Linked DNA regions of Anser cygnoides: all the other regions are linked to region 3. Evidence: chromatin contacts called from public Hi-C data. All regions are on one chromosome and are shown on one strand. Each heading gives the region's core, a stretch centred on a gene start, on an enhancer-like site or on the middle of the called end of the contact. The rest is flanking DNA. Distances are from core to core; before and after follow the strand shown.

Region 1 (3,414 bases), core at 882-3,381, 340 kb after region 3:
GCAGGCTTATACCAAAGGATGATCAAAAAACTTGCAAGTCACAGAAGTTTTAGTATTACAGAGAAAGTCTTGGAAAAGACTGTTTCAAAGCAGCAAGATGAAAAAACAGTTTTGTTTCAGGGAATCCCCAGAAAAGAATAAGCCCATTGTCAGATTAAACGCAAATTCATTTTCTCAGACTTATGAAAGGACAGTGTATTAACCAAGTCGAGCAATTATTTTTGTATTGACCAGTAAAGCCTCCCTTCATAAGCAAACATATGAGAAAAAGCCCTAAAAAAAAAAGAAATATTTTGTCTAGGTTTAATAAAGTCTGCTAACATTGTTCTCTACCATCTCATCCTATCCTGCAATAGCAACAAGGGCCTTTATAAAGCACAGCTGTCTTTCAGGAGTCACCAACTTTTTGTCTAAGTCAACAAAAAGTTACATAAACCAAAGTGCAAGCCTTTCCACACACTCAGAAAGGATCTGTTTCAAAAAGTCAACTCTCTAAAGGTTCCATTTTCCACTCTCCTAGCTCTAAGAGCTGACCAAACACCGCACAATGCAAACACGCCAGCTAGTTCCCAGTCCGTAGCTAATAAAACATTAAACCAGATTATGTAACTCAATATCGGACACAGAAATCTTGTCTGCCTTTTCTCAGCACCATGACCTGAAGAAACAAGTGAACAAGGGACAACCTTGAAAAAGACCATCAATGGAGAACAGGAGTAAGAAATATGGAAAGAAGAAACAGACAGGCATCATTAGAAGTACCTGCTGGAGAAGCAGAGACTCTGCAGGAACAGATGAAACACATGACAGCCCGTCACTTGAGCAAACAGAGAACGGATTTGTTGAATCAAGTAACCTTAACAGTGCTAAAATCCCCACTGAAGCTCTCTATTCTGAGTGTTAAAAAAACACTACAAAATCTGATGAGCCAACCAACGTTTCAGCGGTGTTCATTTTAAGACATACTTTGACTTTTCTACTTTTTAATCCTAGTTTCCCCATTTTGTAACAAAGAAAAACAAATAGATTCTTTTTTTTTTCCATGTTACTGCAAAATAAGCTTGTGCTTGATAAAGACTAAAACATCGCCAGAGTAAATACTACTGAAAAGTCTAAGTGTCCAAAAGCAGAGATTAGGCGGTGTCTTTAAAAGAAGGAACATCTCCTATGGAGATGCTTAGCAATCAATAAGCAAAATACGCAACCCATTATGTAAGCACACCCCACTTAATAAACTAGGTTAAGTACGGCTTAAAAATAATTACATCCAAGAATGGTATCGCAGTGAATATGCATAAGAACCAAAGCAAGGCTGCACACGTAGTTTAACTCTAGCGTTTATTTCTGGTACCCAGCTTTCTGCAGCCAGTTAAGTTCTCAGCAGTTTGGCTGTCACAAGTTACAGACCTTGTTCTGATCCTCATCCCGCACTTCTGGCACATGGGACATTTGGGTCAAAGTTTAGTTTTGCTACAGAGTAAATCTAGCCGAGATAGCAGCACGCACGGCATCACCAATGGGAGAAGTGACAAGAGGCACGGCGACTAGGGAAAACCACAGGAGTATGGTTGGAAAAAAAAAAATGAAACAAATCTACACAGAACTTTACTGTAATCTTCTACAGAAGTCTACACTGACTCTGCTTTCTTAAGAAGGACAGATGCTAAGGATGAGAGTATAACAACAATCATGCGACTGTCCCTTTAGATATAACAGAATTAAAGGTACTGAAGCCAAGGTTTCGTGACGTACACTTTTCACACAGCGTGTTCCCAGACGATCTCAGGCACTCCCCTGCGGCGTGTCCCCGCCCGGCATCTCCGCGGCTCGCAGCCCTCCTACAACGCTCCGGCCATGCCTGGGGAGGAAGGGCAGCAGGTAAGGCCGGGCCCCACCGAACGAGCCCCGTGGCTGCAGCCCCGCCGCCCTCGGCCACCGCAACCCACCCGAAAGAGCCCCCGGGGCCCGGCCTCACCTGAGGGGAGGCGGCGCCGCGCCGGGAGCAGCCCCCGCCCGCTCACAGGGCCGCCGGTGCGCGGACCGCGGCCGCACCAGCGCCCAGCGCCGCCATGGCCGCCGCCATCTTGGCGCTGCCAGCAGCGACCTCCGACCCCCCCCCGATCTCTTCCGGTCGCGGCTGTCAAGGCGTTGCCATGGCGGCGCTCCCGCGCCCGGCCTCCCTTAAAGGGGCTGCGGGCGGTGTCCCGCAGGCCCCAAAGCTGCTCTGCCTGCCGGCGTATAGCGAAGCATATGCAGTTTTCAGCCACATTTTGCAACAGTTTGATCAAAATGACAGGAATTCGCATTGCACAACCTCTCCTCTGCCCTCCTTCCTACCCCTGCCAGGCCTTTCCTCCCCAAAACAGGACTGCCAACGGCCGTTGGGTGACAGGGCCTTCTGGTGCAGGGCTGTGAGGAACTCAGTAATAACAATAACAACAATAATAACAATACAATCATCTTCATTCCGTTATTAGCTATAAAGTGCGACAGCTAGTCAGCCCAAGAGTGCTGTGTTGTGGGCAAAGTACCCTATTGCTGCTAGCAACGGGTTTTCTCGTAAAATTGTCAGGCAGGCAGGAAAGAAAGCAGCAGCAAACAGCCGTGGAATGATTTCCAGTGCTGTTAGGGCAGGCCTGGGGGTGGTTAGTCCGAATTCTCTCTGAAACTGGCAATATTTTCAGCTTTATTGCACTGAACTTTACAGCTGCGCGTTGTTGACTCAGTTAACCCTTTTATACTCTTTCCACGTACATGTTTTTACAAGGTGAACACATCTGGGGAAACCCTCAACCCAAGAAAGAAAACTCCAGGAGGTTTAAAGTGAAGTTTTATGCTTTTTTAAAACCAAGCCAAGCCCGTGTCCTGCTCAATGGAGCTGCTGGATTAGGGCCAAAGTGATCTGGGTTCTCTTTCTGACCCCTTAACCATTTCCTGTGCATGGCAAACACATCCCTTGGCAAACCTGTAAAGTTCAAGTACCACAGAAAAACCTGACCCCATAACCGTTTTGAGATATATTGCCCCATAGCCACTCCACTGGTGGGATCCCTGTTTTCTGCTGTAGGTAATATTGAGGCCAACATCAGCTCTTTGGAAGCATCTATCATCATCATTCATTGAGAGTGCATTGCCTTAATAAGTACCCTTGTGGAGTTGAAAATCATTCATCAATTTGGTCAATATTGGAAATAAAAAATTAGTGAATGAATGTTCCAGGAATCTCATCCTAAAAATGTTGGAAATTCCATTGTCATACCTTTTTTTGTAAAGCTAAAGATTTAAATTGATACAATACTCAACTGAATTCTCAGAGTACTTTAAATCCATATCCAAAAGCCTCTCCTTCAAACCACCTACAGTTTCAAAAGATTCCTCAACCCTTCATCTTCTTACTATTGCGTTGGGCCAGGG
Region 2 (3,602 bases), core at 931-3,430, 270 kb before region 3:
GCTTTCAAGTTGTGTAAAGCTTTGACTTTTCTAGTCAGGAAAAACAGTATGTTGATTCTGTATTGTATGGAATATGATCTCACAAAATCTGTGCAGTGAGAGCACAAATAATCCTATATTGTAGATCGTGTGTTATCTTTGAGAGCTTGCAGATTAGGCCTAGTGGTGAGTTATGAGCTGTATAGAGCTCGCTGCGCTGATTTACCGTAGTGTCAGAGGTATCCCTCTGTATGATCACTAGTAGCTTAACTAAACAACTTGCCTGAGGACTGTGGCAGAGCTGTTATGTAGATGCTGATAGGCCATGCCCCCTTTCAGCACTGCGGTCACAGAACGGTGGAGGCTGGAAGGGACCTCTGGAGTTCGTCGGGTCCTACCGCCCTGCTCAAGCAGGGGCACCTAAAGCCCATTACACAGGACTATGTCCAGGCAGCTTCTGAAGACCTCCAAGGAGGGAGACTCCACAGCCTCAGGTGCCAGTGCTCGGTCACCTGCACAGTCGAGAAGTGCTTCCTAATGTTTAGGTGGAACCTCCTGTGTTCAGTTCTCCGCCCGTTGCCTCTTCTCCTGTCACTGAGCACCACTGAAAAGAGGTTATCTCTGCCTTCTTTGCACCTATATATCAGGCATTTATACACATTTATAAAATCCCTCCTAAGCCTCCTCTTCTCCAGGCTGAACACTCCCAGCTCTCTCAGCCTCTCCCTGTAGGACAGGCGGTTACTCCCCAGGTGCAGGACTTTGCAATTCTCCTTGTTGAACTTTGTGAGATCCTTGTGAGCACACCTTTTCAGCCTGTCCGGGTCCTGCAGGATGGCAGCATGACCTTCTGGTGAGTCAGTCCTTCCCCAGAGTTTTGTGTCCTCTGCAAATATAGAGGGGGGGCACTCTATCATATTGTCCAGGTTGTTAATGAAGGTGTTAAACAGGACTGGACCCAGTATTGACCCCTGGGGTACTCCACTTGTTCCTGGCCCCCAACTAGATGTGCCACTGGCCACTACCCCCTGGGCCCAGCTGTTCAGCCAGTTTTTGATCCAACTCCCTGCCTGCTCATCCAGCCCATACATCAACAGCTTCTCTATGGCTGTCTTATGGGGGACAGTGTCAAAAGCCTTACTGACGTCTAGGAAGGCATTATCCACTGCTCTCCTGGCACCCATCATCTGGTCATTTCAGTGCAGAACCTTACCAGGTTGGTCGAGCATAACTTCCCCCTGGTGAATGCATGCTGACTACACCTGGTGATTTTCTTCGTTTGTCTGGAAATGGTTTCATCACCTTTGCTTCCCTAAGGATTTTAAACTCCACCATTTCATGGTCACTGCAGCTGTGGCTGCCTTTGGCCTTCACATTCCCAACAAACACTTCCTTTTTAGTGAGAATTAGATCAATTCATGCCTTCTTGCAGCAGTCTCCTTTGCCTCTTCTTGCATCCTATAATTTTTTTCTTCTTACAGAAAGATTCTGACACAGCCAGAACAAGAAACATTACCAGCTCCTTAGCTATGTGAGCTCAGGGGGCTATGAATAGACTAGTATGTGTTGTAAGTTACTAAATTTGAACATAACCCTGGTCTCCTGGGCAATGTTGAAAGGCATGGGATCTGCATAGATATGCACACCTCCAGGATCAATAGTGGGAGGCCGAGGTGTTTGACCTGCTGTTCACAGTGATAACAGGGGTTATGTTCGGTGTGCAAGTCTGTGCCAGCCATAGATGAAAATGCGTAGTACCTCGTGCTGACTTTTTAAGTAGTGACTTAAGACATAGCGTGCGTGGTTCTGTCTCTGTCTGCAAAAAGGATTATAAGAAAAAGGTCATCTTATACCCGAGGAAGATAGATTTATAGTAAAGTTATAGGGTGTGTCTAGTTTTCCAAGAAAGTTATGATTCTAATCATATTTTTTTTATACCTTTGCTTGTTCATCATTTAATCCTTCAGATGTGTCTGTTAACAATATGTTGGTAAGATGCTGGCTATGAATCCTAGTTTCATTTTGCTCTATAGTGTTTTGTTGTTTTAAGTACACTTGAATTCTAGACCGTATGCTGTAAGGGGCGGTTTGCTTAGGAGAGAGCACTATTTCTCTTCCCAGCTCTGGCACTGACATGTTATGTAACTTTGGGTAAATTACTTGCTGACTTCCCTGTGTAATAGAGAACTTAGAAAACAGTCCCATTTCTGTAGCTCTTTGCGATGTACTAGTGAAGACTTGATACCTCTTTAAATGCAAGAGGAAAAGCTTTCATTTTCTCAAGAATATGGTCTTAAGTAATGGTGTGTTTTATTTGAAAGGAATCTCACTTGTTTGCGAGATGGAGCTTTTTATTGCTTTCCAGTTTCCAAATTGCATTCTGCATGCTTTAAGAAAAGTAAAACTTGAAATAAAAACAATTACAAAATGATAGTGTGTGTAGAAAAACAAAACAAAACAAAAACAACCCACAACTGCCAACTGATAGCCTCCCTCCTTCCTACTTGGCATTCAAGTTCAGAGCACGAGCTCCGCAGGGAGCCCTGTCGGTTGCCTGTGTGAAGCCTCACGCTATGAAGCCGTGCAGATCCCTGTGTATCAGGCAGGGCACCGAATGCAGTGGTCTCTTCTCTCCTAACTGATAAAGTGACTCGGAGAGCATAAAGCTACTCTGCAAACATGGACAGAGAGGTTTGTCATGTTTGTTTTCTGTTTGAAGTGCAAACATTTGGATTTGATCAGTAGAGCTTTAGTGTAACATTCTTGTAAATGCTCCAGGTTAGAGCTCTTGTACTGTGGAAAATTCGGTTTTTGAAGGGATGCTGTATAACAACACTGACAGAGGGATGTCTTGGAACTTGTTAACTGTGTCAATTGTGGTTTTGTCCAAGTTTGCCATAAAAACAAAAGTGTAAATCCAGCTTCTACTAGTTCAGTGTGTTAAATATATGCTTCAAATATGACATCTGCCCAAATCTAATGTTAACTTGTGTGTTTCAGTCATGCTCCATTTTTGTTTTAATGAACAATTGTCCATGCTGCTGGATAAAGGAGCCACATGCATAAAAACCAACTTTTTTCACAGTATTTTTGAGAATTATTCACATGATTAAAGCTACACTTGTGCTTACAGCTTTTGAGCTATATAGAGGATTATTATAAGTAGTGTCCAGTGCATAAAAAGGAGGGAAAAGCAACAACAAAACCCAGTAGCTTTGTGTGGCTGGAACTGAGTCAACTGTGGATGAAGATGACAGGCCCGCAGTAGCCCTCCGCTAGGGTTAATGGTCGGGATTAATGTGATTATTTGTGAAATTAATTCACGAGGAATAGATCATGTGAGGACTGCTGCTTTTGGTTGTATTACCTTGGTGGAGGAAGAGGGGACTGTAAATGCTGCTTTGCATCAGTGCTGGTTGAAATGGGGATTGGAAGAAACAGCCTCATAATTCCAGGATCAAAGGATAGTGGAGTAAAGTGTGTCACTTCTTACATCCAGAAACCCGCCTTTCTGAAAGGAAAAATGGTGAATGATGGGTAGTGGCTTGATAGCCCCTGCTTTGGAGAGTTTATACTCCAGTTAGAAAACCAAACTAGTGTCATCACAGCCACGATGCAACAGA
Region 3 (3,434 bases), core at 64-2,563:
TTAAAAAGACTTGATCCAATCAAACAGTCTAATCCGAAAGGATCCTGGGAAGATTGGGTAAGCTGTCTGTATATGTCATGAGACAGGTGGGCATTGTCACAGATTGTTTGCATTGGCAAACCCTGTTTATAAGTTATCTTCCAGGTCTGCATCTCACTAGCAAAGATTTGAGAAAGGACAGCAAAGCAGAAACCTGGCAAGGGAAGTAACCAAAGCCAGCAAGGGTTCATTCCCAAAACATCAGTTGTGACTTTAATATGGAGATTTCCCCAGATCCTGGGGCCTGCCTATGACAAACTTTACCAAATAAGTTTTGAGCGGTTACATATATCTATGTAGTCAAGCTCCAGTCCCAGACAGAAAGAAACCTAATTTGTAATGAAGGGATTCTGTGACAAAGATGACTTTGCTGAGTTACCCGCCACCTCCTATAGTGCTTCTTGGCTGTGATTTAGATAATTATAAATAACCTATAAAATATACCTATAACACCTATAAATAACTTATAACCTAAATAACTCTATAACGTCAATAATAAGAGATTGGTGTGCTGTAACACTCTAAAACTATTTTCAATTGTGAACTTTAAAGTTTTTTTTGTTTTTTTTTAATTTCAATAGAAGCTCCTCTTCAAAGGAGGAGCTTCGATTTTGTAATTTGGATGTCAGGACAGGATTTCTCCTGGCCTCAGTGAAGTCAAGGAGACTGATAGCTTAACCTTTGTCTCTGAGCTTGAAAGACTAATCTTGCTGAGAGACAAATAAATGAGTAAGTCTTACACCTCTACCACTATACCTTGGTAGCTGCTGACAAGGCTATCTGGGGAAGCAAGATGATGTTTCCCTTGGCAATGTTGGTGCTGGGTAGTGTCACAGCTGTCTGTCATTGGACACCTGTTCATGCTCTCCTTGCAATGTATTTGGGAATAATGTATTTGGGGTAGCTGTTTTTCCAGGCACTGGTTGGACAATGATTGTTTTCAATTTCTTATTCACTTTGGCAGATTAAAACCGCCTATCAGAACTGTGTTAGCCTGTCAGCCACGGGGTTTTATAGGTGAGTGAATATTCACACTACAGAGGCACAGTTCTTAGTTGCATCCAAGGAGATTCTGGGAGGATTTACAGCCCTAATCCCCCTGTCACTGCTCTAACCAAGGGCTGTATGCCCTTTGCTGCCTAGAATCATTGCAAATGACCTCCAAGAAATGTTCAACTACATTCAAAAAGCAAAGGATTTGCTACTGGATTTATGGCAATGAGTCCATAATACTCACCATAAGATCTGAGATTCACTGGAAAATAGCTAAAATAGTTTCAATAAGGTTTGGGAATACAGGGTAGCTTTAGGAGATTTCTATTTGTAGTTGTTTATGCTTTTCATTTCTGCATGGGTTTGATGGAGGAGGTAAAACACAAGTGAATAAAGATTTTAAGTTGTGGAATGAAATGTGGTTTTGTTTTTCTTTGTGTCAAGAATTCCTGATCTTGGCTACGATTTTGAAAAGAATGAAGGGAAGCCATTCTGCTACTTCAGTTACGGCGTTGCTTGCTCCGAGGTTGAAATAGATTGCCTGACAGGTGACCACAAGGTGAGGGGATCATCAGTGAAATAGCCTTTTTTTGTTTAGTTATAAGAAATGTTCACAGGGAGTTAGAACAAATAGTGGGTGTCAGCCTGTTCCTAGCTCAGTCATTGGTCCAGTGTGACCTTCACTGAATTTCTTAACTCCTGTGTTCCACAGTGCAACAGTCCATAAAGTATAATAAATTGAGAATTGTCTGACCTGCGGGGATATTAGGAGGCTTAATGAATGATTGCAAAAGTTATTGGATTTGCTTATGTAAGAGATATCAGCACTGTGTTAGCACAAAGGAACAGCAACATACCAGAACTGAGTTAATCATTAAAACTAACACTGGAATCTTTTAAGGATGAAAGAGGGAGAAGTGTGCTCACGAGAAAGAGGGGGGGGGGGGGGGGGGGGGGGGGGAGAGGGAGAGAAGACGATTCATTAGCATTTGGCCTAATTGGCTATGCTTAGGTACAGAGCACTGACACTGGCAGTTTTGATTAATGCAGATTGGGTCTGATGAATCTCCAGGGAAAACTTCAGTGAGTTCCTTTGTTTTACTTTAGAGATGAACTCCCTTTAAAAGATAGTATGAAGAATTGAGCTTGACATAGATTGTTGACCAGTGGCCAAGTATGGATAGTGGTGGATATATTGTGCCTCCTCATATAAAACCATTGTGTACAAGTTTCAATGTCTGTGCTGATTTATTCTTTATTTCTGTCTTTTAGAACATTCGCACAGACATTGTAATGGATGTTGGCACCAGTCTCAACCCAGCCATAGATATAGGACAGGTAAGTGAAATAGTGTCACTAATTTCACCATGTTAGTGTGATCACATTACCCTCAGGCTTTTCTAGATGAACCATTATCCAACTCCAGCTTGTACATTTACAAACAGAATATTTTAAACTTAAATTGGCTATCCAGAGATGCATTTTAAGAACATTATGAAAGTTTGACCCACAGTTAACTATGCAATAGGCACAAAATTTTGTAGTGAAATACCTTTTTATTAGTAGTAGTATTGGGCAGATATAAAGACTACAGGGTATTCTCCAGTTACTGCTACACCAATGCTTTTCAATGTATACCTCACCGAAGAAATTAATCCAGAGAATATTAATACAATGGAATAACCTCATCCCAGGACCAACTTCTGCTATGTGGCGTGTCTAGGCTAAATCCCACGCCCTGTTTCTATACTCCTATTGTCATTGTCAATTCCCATTTAATTCTGTGAATAAAGAGTTGGGGCAGTTAATTCTGTTCTCCAGCTACTGCTGTGCAGGGATCTCAATAGGAAGTTGGACTAGTTACTTAGCTTGCAAATTTTCAGGCAGGTACAAATGTACTTCTGTATTTTGTGCAGTAATAATCACAATGAAACTACCCAGCAAATAAAGGTAATAAAAATAAGGTAGTCTGATACACCGGGAGATGTGTCACTAGACATTTGCACCTGTTTACCTAGGCAATGCTGCCTTGCTAACTGTAGGTGTCAGTATAGTGCAACTCCAGTGCTGCTGCTGCAGGATCTATTTCCAGAACATAAGGTGCATTGAAAACAGCATGTTTTCAGAAAGAGGCTTTTTTTTTTTTTTTTGGGAAGTGGCCAAGGGGCAAGGGGTCCTTTCTGTCTTCTCAGCATGTTAAATAGGGGCTGGGAATAAAGATACAGGCTGTATGGAACCTGTCAAAGGTGGCAGTTTCCTGTGTCCTTCCATGTATCACTGCAGAGAATCTTGGGGGCAAACTAGTTGTATGGCTGCAGGATTGCAAGCACATGGAGCTGGGTTAAGGAATGTTTGTGCTGCATCTTTAGAGTAGTCTGTTTGTCAGATCTCTCAGTGGACAC

What was found. A called contact is a pair of places that touch in the nucleus more often than the background predicts.
Region 1: a Hi-C map of liver shows a contact between it and region 3, with 2.4 times the contacts expected there. The contact joins the promoter of LCLAT1 here to the enhancer-like site in region 3. A contact is called at or near these places in 2 of 7 Hi-C or Micro-C datasets (both in liver).
Region 2: a Hi-C map of liver shows a contact between it and region 3, with 2.4 times the contacts expected there. The contact joins two enhancer-like sites. A contact is called at or near these places in 2 of 7 Hi-C or Micro-C datasets (both in liver).

What each region holds. Positions count from the first base shown.
Region 1 is chr3:18,639,891-18,643,304 of Taihu_goose_T2T_genome, reverse strand. LCLAT1 (lysocardiolipin acyltransferase 1) reads right to left here and starts at 2,131. Exons shown (of 6, transcript XM_048078411.2): 1 at 1,976-2,131; 2 at 1,753-1,858.
Region 2 is chr3:19,254,714-19,258,315 of Taihu_goose_T2T_genome, reverse strand. The region is part of intron 1 of COQ8A (coenzyme Q8A); the gene reads left to right. Among named protein-coding and RNA genes, the nearest start is that of COQ8A, 4.4 kb to the left of the region's middle. Within about 2 kb of position 2,180, at least 2 of the 3 cell types and tissues checked have open chromatin away from gene starts, as enhancers often do. A contact at or near this core is called in liver, where this site is marked.
Region 3 is chr3:18,983,195-18,986,628 of Taihu_goose_T2T_genome, reverse strand. It overlaps XDH (xanthine dehydrogenase), which reads left to right. Exons shown (of 38, transcript XM_048078421.2): 32 at 1-57; 33 at 1,004-1,056; 34 at 1,477-1,591; 35 at 2,305-2,370. Among named protein-coding and RNA genes, the nearest start is that of XDH, 41 kb to the left of the region's middle. Within about 2 kb of position 1,313, at least 2 of the 3 cell types and tissues checked have open chromatin away from gene starts, as enhancers often do. A contact at or near this core is called in liver, where this site is marked.